Linked DNA regions of Zea mays: region 2 is linked to region 1. Evidence: chromatin contacts called from public Hi-C data. All regions are on one chromosome and are shown on one strand. The core of a region is the stretch at or near the end of the contact, and the rest is flanking DNA. Distances in the headings are between cores, read along the strand shown.

Evidence for each region. Hi-C and Micro-C count contacts between places; a contact is called where the count stands out from the background.
Region 2: a Hi-C map of ear shows a contact between it and region 1, with 1.9 times the contacts expected there. The contact joins the promoter of LOC100274198 here to the promoter of LOC103636702 in region 1. A contact is called at or near these places in 2 of 25 Hi-C or Micro-C datasets (ear and leaf).

The regions. Positions count from the first base shown.
Region 1 is chr8:4,684,660-4,691,460 of Zm-B73-REFERENCE-NAM-5.0, forward strand. It overlaps LOC103636702 (peroxidase 9), which reads left to right and starts at 3,940. Exons shown (of 3, transcript XM_020542838.2): 1 at 3,940-4,328; 2 at 4,421-4,612; 3 at 4,794-5,572. The coding sequence starts at 4,047. The coding sequence ends at 5,381.
Region 2 is chr8:4,849,217-4,856,017 of Zm-B73-REFERENCE-NAM-5.0, forward strand. It overlaps LOC100274198, which reads left to right and starts at 2,506. Exons shown (of 5, transcript NM_001148570.1): 1 at 2,506-2,827; 2 at 4,449-5,066; 3 at 5,334-5,368; 4 at 5,472-6,452; 5 at 6,626-6,801. The coding sequence starts at 4,724. The coding sequence ends at 6,407.

The DNA of each region.
Region 1 (6,801 bases), core at 2,690-5,189:
CTCGTTAGTTCATCGCGTTGTTGGGATCCCACACGCAGCGCCGCTACTTTGTCTCCTATTCCGCATCGACTGGTGGGCAAGCTATTGGTGGGATCCTGCATTGGCACCATGGGGCCACCACCATCTACCCTCACTATGTCACCAGGGTCCCACCACGTCGTCGCAATGCAACAATTGTTGTCGCTTGCCACTGCCTACATCCGTTGCCCTCGCTGCCCCTCGCATGTTGCTGCCTCATCATCGCCATTTTAAGGCAAACTCACCACAATGACGCGTCAATGTGGCCGCTTCACCCGCCTTTCTGTAGGGTGACCAAAATGATTTTCTAATATTCATATCATTTTAGAACGCTCCTAGTATTATCACCTAACCTTATTATTATCATGAAGCTGTTTTTATCTAGTCGTCTAGTATTGTGGTTTGTCTCTTACGGTGTCGCTCCACCTAAAATTTTATTCTGCGTCCGCCACTGCACCGACTGTGTTATTTCTAGTGGCGGTTCCTTAAGAAAACCGCCACTAGAAATCGTATTTCTACTGGCGGTTCCTTAAGAAAACCGCCAGTAGAAATCCATGATTTGTAGTGGCGGTTTTCTTAAGGAACCGCCACTAGAAATCATTTTTATCCTTAATTTTTCGAGTTTTTCAAACGGCCTCGTATGACAAAACCACCAAAATAAAAGTTGTAGATCTCTAAAAGTTATGAAACTTTGTAGTTGACAACTTTTTTGTTTGAACTCATTTCGGTTCTCAAAAATTGAATCTAAGTATGTCAAATTTAAAATTCAAATTTTGCAAACTACCTCGGATGAAAAAAGTGTCAAAATAAAAGTTGTAGAACTTTAAAAGTTATTTATCTTTGTAGTTGACAACTTTTTTATTTGAATTCGTTTAGAGTCTCAAATAAGCAATTTACACTCAAATGGTTGTAATATGTGAAGAAAACAACTACAAACTAGACACAAGACATGTCATAGACGGAGTGGTAAGGAAGGGTATGCGCGAGGGTGAGGTCGACGGTTCGAATACTAACAACCGCGTAGCGCACGAATTTTGCGCGAAAAATGCCGCGACTTGCGGTTGGGGTGGGCCTAATAAAAATAATTTTTTTAACTATTTTTAGAATATGTTTTATGTTTCCTGGAAACGATTTGCACTGGCGGTTTTATTACGTCGCCCGCCAGTGAAAATCGATTTTCACTGGCGGTTTTATTACGCCGACCGCCAGTGAAAATCGATTTTCACTGGCGGTCCTCAGTTACCCGCCTGTAAAAATGATGATTTCTACTGGCCCCTAGCACTGGCGGTTACGAAAAACGCCACTATAAATAGGTTTACAACCGCCACTATAGAACTTCTCTGTACTAGTGTTATAACGGGTTGAGACCTCCCCATTATATAAACGAAGAGGTACGACTGATTGACACCTTCTGAGACAACAGTGCTACCACAAGGGTGGAATGAGACTCCCTTGACCAATTAATTAGGGAAGCTAGTGAGTGATTACCTTACTCAAAAGGGGCAAGCGTGGAGTGAATCACTGCAGAGTATAGGGAGATCAAGGGGGTCGATCTGTCTGTGATAGCTTTTCAGACGAGAGATTCCTATACTCCCTTTTGCCTGAAACAGTGCTACTAGTGCTGGGAATTTGGGTCGGGCTTTTCGGGCCAGCACGAGCACGACCCGAAAATAAGAGCCCAAAGCACGGCCCGACACGAAGTAATATGAGCCGGGCTAGCATGACCCGAAGGCGGGCCTGGGCCAGGCCTCAAATTCCGACCTATCGGGCCCCCAGCACGGCCCGCATAGATAAGCCGGGCTTGGGCCGGCACGGCCTAATTGAGACCAATCTATTTAATTTCTTTAATTTAGTAAGATATCGACTTTATATTGTTGTTATATTTGGAGTTTATGTGGTTAAACGATGTTATAATTGTTTAATATCTTTAATTTAGTAAGCTATATACTTTATATGGTTATAATATTTTGATTTTATGTGGTCAAATATACGGGCCGGGCTTGGGCCGACACGGCCCAACGAAGGCACGACATGGTTTAGGGCCAGGCTGGGCCACTGTTTTTACACTTCGGGCTGGCACAGCACGACCCAAAAATTGTTTGGGCTTTCCTGGCCCGAACCCGTTTGGCACGAAGCACGATGGGCTTGGACCGGACTGGCCCGGCCCGACCCAATTCCCAGCACCTACCACCAGAGCATTGCTTGAGCCTCTCGCATGATTTAAATGATGGAACTAAACTTAACTTGACATATGCATTGTATGATGTGATATTTCATCTATAATCTCTTATTTAATTGGGATCGTATTTACTTATACTTTGTAATTGCTAATAAAATTTTGATCAACAAAGTTAAAAACAATGCTCTGTCTTAACCATATTCCTTGGTAAGTCTTACACTACACTTTTACCCACACTTGTTGAGCGATGACCGTATGTGATTTTTACCCACACTTGTTGAGCGATGACCGTATGTGAGCTCACTCTTTCTATAATCACAGCAGGTCAGGAACATGTACCGCTAGAGAAGGATCATGAAGATGTGTTCAGAGAGGTTTATATCGTCGTCACCCAGTCAACGGTGTATTTTATTTAGTTATTTTTGTACAGAAATTATATTAAGTGATAAATATATGATATTGTTTTCTGTATCATGAGTTATCATATGTGTGAGATTTGATTCTAACACGTATTTAAGATACATTTGAATTTATCCTTAATTCCAAATGTGACATGTCGGGCCGGCCCAAACACACTTCCATTCGGACTGGACCGTTCTCATGTTGGGCCGCTACAGTGCCAGGCCACGTGCCCGTTGCTAGTTCGGAAAGTATACTGCCCTGAGATAATGCCCTAGTAGATGAGAGCGCGACGCCAATTGAGACCCTGTTCAAGTTCAACGTTTGATACCTTTTTCTTTCATGAAGTCAAGGCTACGCGGAAGGCCAGCATGCCGACAACGCCGGCCCAAGGCCACGCACGGCCCACGGGCTAGCTGATTGCGATCGACTTGCGAGATGTCGGTACTACTAGCTGCTTGCTGGGATTGTCGTCAATGCTGCCTGCCATGTACGTACCATAATTTCGAATTACTTGCAACTGCAACTCTGCTGCAGTTGCAAGTGCAGTACTGCAATGACAGGTAGACACTATCAGTCTCACGTTTCAACTACTAAATAAACAAAAGAAGGAATTATGTTCGACTGTAAGAACTAGTTTAGGAGTTTAAGAATCGGAGGCGATTGAATGGGTTAAAATCTCCTCTTTATTCAAATTTGAATAAGGAAGAGATTTTAACCTCTTGAATCCCTAAGCGAGAAAATTCCGTCCGGCAGAAGGCCGCTCTACTAACTGCTAGTCTAACCACCGCTCTACTAACTGCTAGTCTAACTACTAACAGCAGGTGGGGAGCTCAATGCACTGTGCCACTGTGGTACAATAATACAATTCAATCTAGATGTACCCGTGTTAGTTCGTACTTCCTGCGCCACTATGTCCATCCTACTACTGAATCATATATACGTACAAGGACGCATCTAGACTCTAGAGTGGGTGAAGCTACTGCCACCACTTCATGCTGTACATTTACCAAGATTTATTTAGGATGTGTTTGGTTGAATGTACAAGGAGGGATGAAATAAGACGACCATATTTTCTATAATATTTGGACAGGAGTCACGTGGTCACATTTTTGATGGGAAGGCAGACATAGCCTTTACAAAATGAAACTTGATGATCTCATGTGGAGGGGGGGGGGGGGGGGGGGGGGTTGGACTAATAATAGACGCGACGTGAAGGGTTTAGGCAGCTGGTCACTCATGGCAATAATAGGACATGAGACAGTAGTGGCAAACAGACAAGTAACAAAAACTATACAGAAGCAACCTCTAAATCAGGTACACCTGACGCAAACTGCTGACGCTTTCCAGAAGTGGAGTGGATGGAGTGACCCATAGTGGAATCACACATGAGCGTCTATAAATAGGAAGCAGAAATCACCCCACAACAGCAGCATCCAAGAACCCACCCATGGCTTCAATCAACACAGTCCTCGGTGCAATCTTCGTTGCTTCCTTCTACTTCTGTGGCTCCCTTGCCTTCTTCCCTCCTGGTCCTGGTCACCACCACGAGGGAGCCCACCACCCTCCAATCGGAAGTGCTCCAATCCCAGGTCTTTCTACAGACTACTACAGGTTGACATGCCCGCAAGCTGACGAGACTGTGGCGCCCATACTGAAGAAGGCTATCGCAAAGGAACCACGGGTAGCTGCCTCCCTTCTCAGGCTCCTCTTCCATGACTGCTTTGTCCAGGTTAGCAGCACGGTCTCATGTTCTCTATTTGGTCAATCGTCTCTTTTGTCCCGGCCGTGGTTCATGCGATGAAACTAATCGCACTATCGCAGGGCTGCGATGCGTCGGTTCTTTTGGATGACGCTGAGGAAGTCGTGAGCGAGAAAAACGCTATCCCCAACAAGGATTCCATTAGGGGGTTTGAGGTCATAGACGAGATCAAAGCTGCACTCGAGGAAGCATGTCCGCAGACAGTGTCCTGTGCTGACACTGTCGCCCTGGCAGCCAGAGGTTCGACAGTGCTGGTAAGAAATAAATCTCTCTAGCTAAATTCAAGTGATGGCATTGACAACAACCTGCAGTAGCTAGTTTTACATGAGTAGAAAATGTAAGGGATTTCCCACAAAAAAACATGTTTTATTTCCTTTAGTCTTGGTCCAGTTGTTATATTTAATCGATATAATTAAGCTTCTTCTCACCTGACAGAGTGGTGGACCGTACTGGGAGCTTCCATTAGGAAGGAGGGACTCAAGGACAGCAAACATGAAGCTAGCAAACAAGAACCTTCCTCCACCAAACGCAACACTGCACCGTCTCATCAAGTTCTTCCGAAGGCAAGGGCTGGACAAGGTGGACCTTGTGGCACTATCAGGAAGCCACACCATTGGAAGTGCCAGATGCGTGAGTTTCAAGCAACGGCTCTACAACCAGCACAGAGATAACAGACCGGACAGCACGCTAGAGACGAGTTTCTACCACACGTTGGCGTCGGCGTGCCCACGCGCCGGTGGCGACGGCGAGATACGGCCACTGGATCTCGTCAGCCCTTCGCGATTTGACAACAGCTATTATAAGCTGGTACTGGAGGGGAAAGGGCTTCTCAATTCGGACGAGGTTCTGTGGACAGGAAGAGACCCCGAAATTGCAGGCCTAGTCAAGAGTTATGCCGAAGACGAGGCGCTGTTCTTTGAGCACTACGTGAGTTCAGTAACCAAAATGGGGAACATAAATCCCCTCACGGGTCACGATGGAGAAATCCGCAAGAACTGCCGTAGGGTCAATCAGGAGATCTAGTCGTTGAAAGGCTTCAGTTTCAGTCAGGTTCCTTTGCTTATGACGGGAAATTTCATTCACATGATGTCAACTGTAAGGCCACTATTTTCAATGAAATGTATCTCATCATCTTCTTTTGCTCTAAAATAGTGCGTTTATTAAGACAACGTTTGGTTCCAGAGTAACGTGGGACGGAGTCACTCTGCTTCTAATCTGTTCTTGTTTGAATTGGTTCCATATAGGATCTAAAAATGAAATACTATGCTCAAATATTGAACCATTTGACTCCCTGAATTTTTCGGACGGCGTCGTTCCATTCTAATTGGCTCTATAACCAAATGCTAACTAAGTCATTCATTGCATAATCATGTCCTTAGCTTCTACTCCACTAAAATTTAGGTGACATTTTGGGGCTGGACTTAACAACCAAGGACTAATGAGCCTTTTTGTTTCCGCTTATAATCAGATTCTCAGTCAACTGAGAACTGTCTGCACTTATCTGTGTTCTTGTTTTCTGATTACAAAATGAAAAAAGAAGTGCGTGATCAACACTAAGCGGAAGGGGATCCTCGACTCGTTTCCTGTTAGGGTAGGGGATATGGAGGTAGGAGAAGGCAGAGGTAGAAGACAGAGATAGGAGAGAACAGAGAGCTCTCTTCAGAGTTTCTATTGTTCAGATGAATAATGTCCCCACGCCCAGACAGAGTTCCTGGTTATTACAGGCGGTCCGCTCACACGCCACGGGGACGCAGCCCCACACACACAGCCACACGCGACGGATGGCGCACATTCACGCCCATTCCGGGCCCACCAGTCGGACGTTAGGACGCCGCTCCCTTCTTCCAGGCTCCCTTCTTCCTGGCTGCTTCTGTGGACTGCTCGATGGAGGCAGAGGGGTAACATTCCCTCCCCCTTGGAAGCCTGCTTGACCCCAAGCAGGGGCAAACGGAAAGCATTGGCGCAAAGCTTCAAGGTCCTCCCAAGTAGCCAAGTCGCGGGGTAATCCGGACCATTCCACGAGAACTTGCTGCACAAAGCGATGCCCTTTGGTAATTCCTCTGGTCTGAAGCACCTGGATAGGAATAGCAAATTCTGGGAAATCAGTAGGCAATGTGGCCGGAACAGGGCCCTTGTAACCAGCGGCTAGTTTGAGCTGGGAGACATGCACAACGGGATGGATCTTGCTGGCAGCAGGCAGAGCCAAGCGATAAGCAACCTTGCCGACTGAATCGGTGATTTGATAAGGACCAAAATATTTGAAGCTTAACTTGTGGTTAGCACGCGGCAACACGGACGACTGCACATAGGGCTGAAGTTTCAAATAAACCCAATCGCCGACAGCAAACGAGCGTTCGGTCCTGTTCTTATCAGCCTGACGCTTCATCCGTTGTTGCGACCGAATCAGGTGCTGATGGATGAGGTCCTGCATGTGAGACCGTTC
Region 2 (6,801 bases), core at 1,256-3,755, 160 kb after region 1:
ATCGTCCATATTTTTCAGCTATGCCATATACGTTGTCCCAAGGTATGTTCAGTTATCCTTTATGTCATCATTTTGCTCCATATGCATCTTTATATTATGGAGGAGTGCAACCGAATTATTATGCATATGGATAGTTGCGATATGCTGCTGCTTACATAAAGTCGAAGTATTTCAGTTGTTGGTAGTAATGATTCTTGCTACAATTTGCTTCAGTCATGTTTATTCATGAGATGAACATGTTTATAATATTTTCTTATCACTATTCGGTTATTGTTTAATTGCAAACTACATAATCAGTATTGCCGAATAGTTTCAAGTAAATGATTCATTTATTAGTACAACCAATACTCAAACTTATGCATCATTGAGTTGGCCATTATTGTGTTCTTTCTTGGGAGCAAGCTCTATAGTTCAATAGACATCTTTGCTCTCAGTGTCTGATGAATTCTTTTCTAATCATCATGCTAAGTTTATGTCCCCATCCAAAGGGTAGGATGGACGCTCGGGGGCAAGCATGATCAGATACTCGATCATGGTCACATATCTTGCCTACGCCGGACGGTCTGAGGCAGGCGCGAACAGTCCGACTATGAAGGCCGGACGGTCCGTGAACAACCAGAAGTAGCAGCGATCATAGACTGTCAGACCACAACGTCCTAAGATAAGTACTAGTGAGCAAAACACTTCCAGGACGTTTGGCCGGCTCAGCAGAGGCGGCCCTACTTTTAATCAGTTACTTGCTAAATATATGAAGAAGGTCGTTCCACACGATCGACCACTAAAACGAACAAAGTCAAAAGGACAATCTGTGCGAAAGTAAAAGCCAACTAAACTGACCCAAAATGTAGTACAACCAACATCGCCCAAGCATCCTCCTCTAGGGATGTCACATTGCTTTCCAGTTTATTCATTGCCGATGTGTTACTCAAGTGTGGGGTGCTACGGCGATGAATTCAGTTTACTGGCCCAATCTATTTGCTTATTCGGGTTGGGGGCACCACAAGTTTTGCCTATTGACATGTTGATCAGGCAGACATGGCTGAAGAAGATGCAATCCAAAACGGCCTCTGTACATCAAATATTTATATTATCTGATCACAAGAGCTAATGACTTGCATCGAGTTGAGTCCTTACTTCGAGAACAAAACAACTCATGAGATCTATTGTTTCCGAAGTGCGCTGGTGCTTTTGGTTCACCAAGCTCCACCAAAAGGCAGGGGGGCATATGTTGAGCACCAAAAGTGGCGGACGGTCCGGCCCTTGGGCCTGGACAGTCCGTGTGCCCCGCGATTAGATGAAATCGGGTGATTGTCCTTATCTCGTGTGTGGTTATTCATCTAATCACGTAGGAGTTGTTGGCTATCGCCTAGGAACATGCCCAGACCTTCTCCCCTAAAAATATAAAGGGGTACGACCGATTGAGAAGCTCACGAACACATTCCAATCGAACATATCTATTTTATTTACTTTTCCTGCCCTATGAGTAGATGTAACGTAGTTGTAGCCTTCCGCATATCCACCTCGACCCCTATTCGACTCTACGTCGTCTAGATCTGTCCTGGGGTGGCTTGTCGACCCTAGGATCTTACCCCTCCTAAGGGCAAGATTTACTTCGTCTACTTCACTCAAGATCTCTTCCTCAAATTGATCTCTTAATTCCTAGGCGTCTCTACGTCGTCTAGAGATGCCCCGGGTGACCTGCTGACCCGGAGCACCCTAAGGTCTCTCCTCCTCCAGGGGGCGGGATTTAGGTCCTACGAGAAGAAGACGATCTTACGCCATCACGGATCGTCAGGCCCAGAGCGCGGACCGTCCGAACAGCACACATGGAAGAAGCCGCTCCTATCGCTAGCTCGCGGACCGTCCGCGTTGCCGCAACGAGCACCGCCGGGCGACCCGTCGTGGACCACCGCCACTGTTCACCTCGCGGAGCCAAAACCAATGTATTGCTCATCACGAGAAGGCCATATGGTTCGTTGCTGTTTGGTCCCAAATATGTGGTGACTATCATAGATATGTTGCTCCACCTCCAAGATAACCACTTTATTCGACCCTATATCATCTAAAGGTGTAAGTACAGTCAGACGGTTCATTATAGTGTTTGGTGACAAAAAGTCGCCAACATAAGTTATATGATAATATTTATATGTGACATGATAATATGATAAAACTCGCTGTGGGCTAATATAAATAAAATTGCTCTGCCTATATCCTTTAATTGATCATATCATTATTAAAAATATTCCCGAGACAAACCACGGTATAGCGACTACCGGAAACACGTCGTAGAAACTAGAAACAGAGGTGGAGACCGTGTACTGTGGGCCCGGGTGTGGAACACGCAGGCTGGGGCGCGGGGCCACGTGGCCCAGGGGACGGAAGCGTCGCGAGGCGCGGTCTCGTGTCCACTCAAGTGGTGGCCGGAGCACGGAGCTGTTTCGTTTCCGCTCGCAGGCAGGCACAGCGCCAAGCGGCGACCGAGAGTCCGAGACCCATTCCCATCCACGCGACCACGCTGCCGTTCTCTCCCCTTCCTCCCCGTCGCTTCCATTCCCGTCCCTCACAATCTCACCCCCGCCAGCCGAGCCCCAACCCTAACGAAATTTACACCTGCTTCGTCGGCGTGAGCGGTCTTAGGCGCCGGGCGTCGCTGCGGTCCAGCGGTGTCGGATCCGGGTCCCGCGCCGTTAGGTCGAGGTTTCTTCGGCGACGGTGCAGCCGCTGGATGTTAGTCTGGCAGATCGGGGCCGAGGTAATTTCCACGAACTTAGGGGGCACCTTTTCGCGTTGGTGCTCAAAATGGAGAATTTCGGTGCCGTTCGGGCAGGTAGCTCCTGATGAATTGTGAGTTTTAATAGGTGCTACCTTCTCATCTGTTATCCTAGTGATCTGTAATCTTTGCATATGATTCAAGTGTGATGTAGTATTGGTTTTACCTGATATTGTGTTAGTTCCTGCCACAAATTCGTCAGGTAGATTTAATTTACCATCGGCTCTTTCGTGATTTATCAGTTAAATATCGAAACATTTAGTTACTTATCGACGGGGGAAAAATTACACGGAGAATAATTGTTGCTTGAAGGCAATATAATCATGACCTGTCGAATTGCGCATCGTATTGTATTCTGGCTTTGCTTTAATTGGATACCGATCAATAAAATACTATACAGGCTAGTTTGGGAACCCCATTTTCCCAGAGATTTCCATTTTCCCAAGGGAAATTAGTTCATTTTTCCTTGGGAAAATAGAAATCGCTTAGAAAATGGAATTCTCAAACTAGCTCTACTTGTTCCATCCTGCCATGGTTTTGCACAGTGCTTATTCGGCAGTAAGAATAGTTGCGATATGCTATTTTGTTGTTTGGGGTGAAGGATCTGGCCTTTGAGTGAACTTTGGTTTTGGAATATCTTGTTGCTGGTCTACCTAACAGTTGCTTTCTTCCTCCACACATTTTCATCCGACTGTAGTTAGCCAGCTTCCCTAACTTTGTGCCTTCAATTATAAACAAACATCTACTTTTGATTATTTTTAGCTTTCTTATTGTGAATAAGTGAAGTGGTTGCTTTATAGATGTTGGGGGCTGTTTGGTTTGTGGCTAAACCTGCCACACTTTGCCTAAGGTTAGTCGTTCGAATTGAATAACTAACCTTAGGCATAAAAGTTAGGCAAAGTGTGGCAAGTTAGTCATCAAACCAAACAGACCCTTGATGTTCCCACCTCTTAAGTATTTAGGGATGTATGAGAAATGCAAATGTACTAAAAACATGGTACTAGTGTTCTTCCATTTGCTACAACATTTGTTTTCTCCATACACTTCTGCCTACCCAAATAAATTCAAATACAGCAGAAACACGTAGTATTTTGTTTTTTTATATCCTAAATTCCTAATTTGGACTTATGGCCCCCTATCTGATCATTCTTGTCTTGTTGGACTCATTAGTTTATCTTTCTCCTTTTGTGACTTCGTCACGTTCCATTGCCTCTCTCCAGTCCCTTCAGTAGTCCAACCCCTGCAATATGCTGCCCAATTCGTTGTGGATTGCATTTGTAGTACTCCCTGCATTCTAAATTATAGGACGTCTTGGCTTTTCTAGATACATAGCTTTTATTATTTATCTAGACATAGTGTATCTAGAAAAACGAAGATGTCTTATAATTTGGAACCTAGGGAATAGATTCCTAAAGGCTACAAGATTATCATGTGCATTTCTATTCGACAAATAATAATAATTCCAATCATACTGGTTCTTTTGATGATCTTGTTGTGGATGCCCCTTAGCTTCCTCTTTGGGGGTGTTTTCTTCTGTCTATGTGGTACCCCTAGCTCCCTCTGTAGGCTTAGAGTGCACATGTCTATACTACATACTATCGTGTTTAACTTTATACTAAGTTTTTGCTCATTTCTTTATTGAAGACGACCTTATTATTGTTATTGTATCCCTGTACAGCTAGGCAGTGTTGGGTTGTAAAATTTGTATCGCGTGAATGAACTCAGAGCATCTCAATGTTAAAACTGTAAAAGGGGCAGACCTGGTGCCAGAGGCTCCCACATGAGTGGGTTCTAGGGAAGGGATAATCCGAAGCAAGCCTCCCCCCTGCAAATGCAGAGATGTGGCTTTGAACCCGTGACCTGGTGACTCAGTGAGACACCTCTCACCACTGCAACGGGCGTGTCCTTCCTCAGCGTTAAAACTGAGCATATTAATTCCCCTGCTTAAGCAATATGGGAGCTAATTGCTGCGTTGCTGCAAAGGAGAGGACACAGCCGTGCATCACTCCTATAGAAGTATCGACATACAGGAATGTGAGGCGCTCGCCATCATGGAACATTCGATGGGACAATCGCACACATATAGAAGACATAATGGATATTCCTACTCTGTTCTCCAACCATAGTAGTGGAAGCATTCATCCTGATACAAAGAGTGGTTCCATTGCTCCAACTGAAGGGTTCTCTAATGGAAATAGCCTTGGAACTAGCCCTTCCAATGTGTTCCATGGAGCAAAGTGGCACAAATCTGATAAAAAAATGGAAGCACGCAAGGTTACAAAGTCTGATTCTCGAGGTAGTGCACAGTTTGATGCTATGGCTTATGCTTTCATTAAGCAAAATCCTTTATACTCCATTACTCCCTCCATTCCAATTATAAGATGTTTCGTTTTTTCTAGATACATAGCTTTTGCTATGCACATAAATATACACTATGTCTAGATACATTGTAGAAACAATGTATCTAAAAAATTCAAAATGTCTCATAATTTGGAACAGAGGGAGTATAATTGTAATCCCCTAACCTGATGGACTTTGTTTACTGATTTTTACTTATTTTCAGCTGATCGCTCCACAGCAAGTAACTCTTCTCCTGAGGTATGCAACATTAAGCTACCTGCCAAGTTGTTACCTTCTAGGTTCCATGCAATGGTAATACCGATGCATTTGTTGTCTGACATCTTTTTTGTAATATGTGCAGACAAAGCTTTCCAGGAAATCACTGGACATATCAAGTGTTGCTTCAGATTTGAAGACTTCAGTGTCTGTTCCTTCAACGCCACCCTTAGTATCCAGAGCAGATCCGTCATCCTCCAAGGGGCATTCTCAACCTACAGATTCAGATTTGATGAAGAAAGCATGGCGGTCACCAGGGTATCAATTATACAGACAGGTTTCGGACAGTAAAATTCCATCTCTCAGATCTCTCAATGAGATAAGGTCTCCTGAAGGAAGGCCTCCCTCTTCCATGTTATCAGCCTGCAGCAACGACTTGTCAGCAGCAGGATCCTATGGTGAGTCATCCGATGGTTGGTCAATGCGCACATTTTCTGAAATGGTCTCAACATCCCAAAGAGAGAGGTGGTCACTTGACAGTGAGCTCTTGGGATCCATTTCTAGTAAAATGACAAGATCAAGTGCTTCGAGTTCTACTACACGCCCCCCTGACCAAGACGTGTGCAAGCTGTGTTTAAAGCTGCTAAAGGAGAGATCGACATGGAACGCGCAGGAGCTGGCTGTTGTTGCTGTTTTGTTGTGTGGACATGCATACCATGCTGACTGTCTGGACAGCATAACTACAGAAGCTGACAAATATGATCCTCCATGCCCTGTGTGCACGCACGGTGAGAAATTTTCAGTGAAGCTATTTGGGAAGCTGGAATCAAAGATCAAGAACAAGATACCAAAAAATGTGTCAGTTGATATTAATCTAGATGGGAATAGTAGTAATAAGCACCAGAAGAAAGGTAGAAGAGAGCCCAGGTTAGGTACAAGTTCAAGCATGAAGGTCCCATTTAGTCGTCCATTTTTGAGGAGACATTTCTCCATTGGATCTCGACCACCTCGGTCGGTCTCAGAAACTGATTCCACAAGAAAGAAGGGATTCTGGGCAAGACACTGGGAGAGAGTAGAATAGAATCCAATTGTCGTTAGGTGGGTTGGTCTCAATTATTATGTTTTGGTAAGTTCAATTTCATATAGCAGATTACTAGTCCTATTCCTTTTGTCATCATGGAACAGTTTAAAGCAGGTTACTAAAATTCAAACTAGTGTCGAATTTGGAATGTCATGTCATCTCTGAACAGTTTAAAGCCGACAATAGCATGATTAATTGAATTTGTGTTCTTTCCACAGGAAGGATCTTTAAGAAGAGGTGAACTCCTCAGCATGCAAGCTAGTGGAGGTGAACTCCCCAGTATACAAGGGCTGCCGAGCAACCAACATATTTGGAAGTTTCTCTCAGCCATCGTATTCTGATACTGGTGCAGAGCGCACAACAAGGTTTCTTATACCATGCGAGGCAGGGTCGT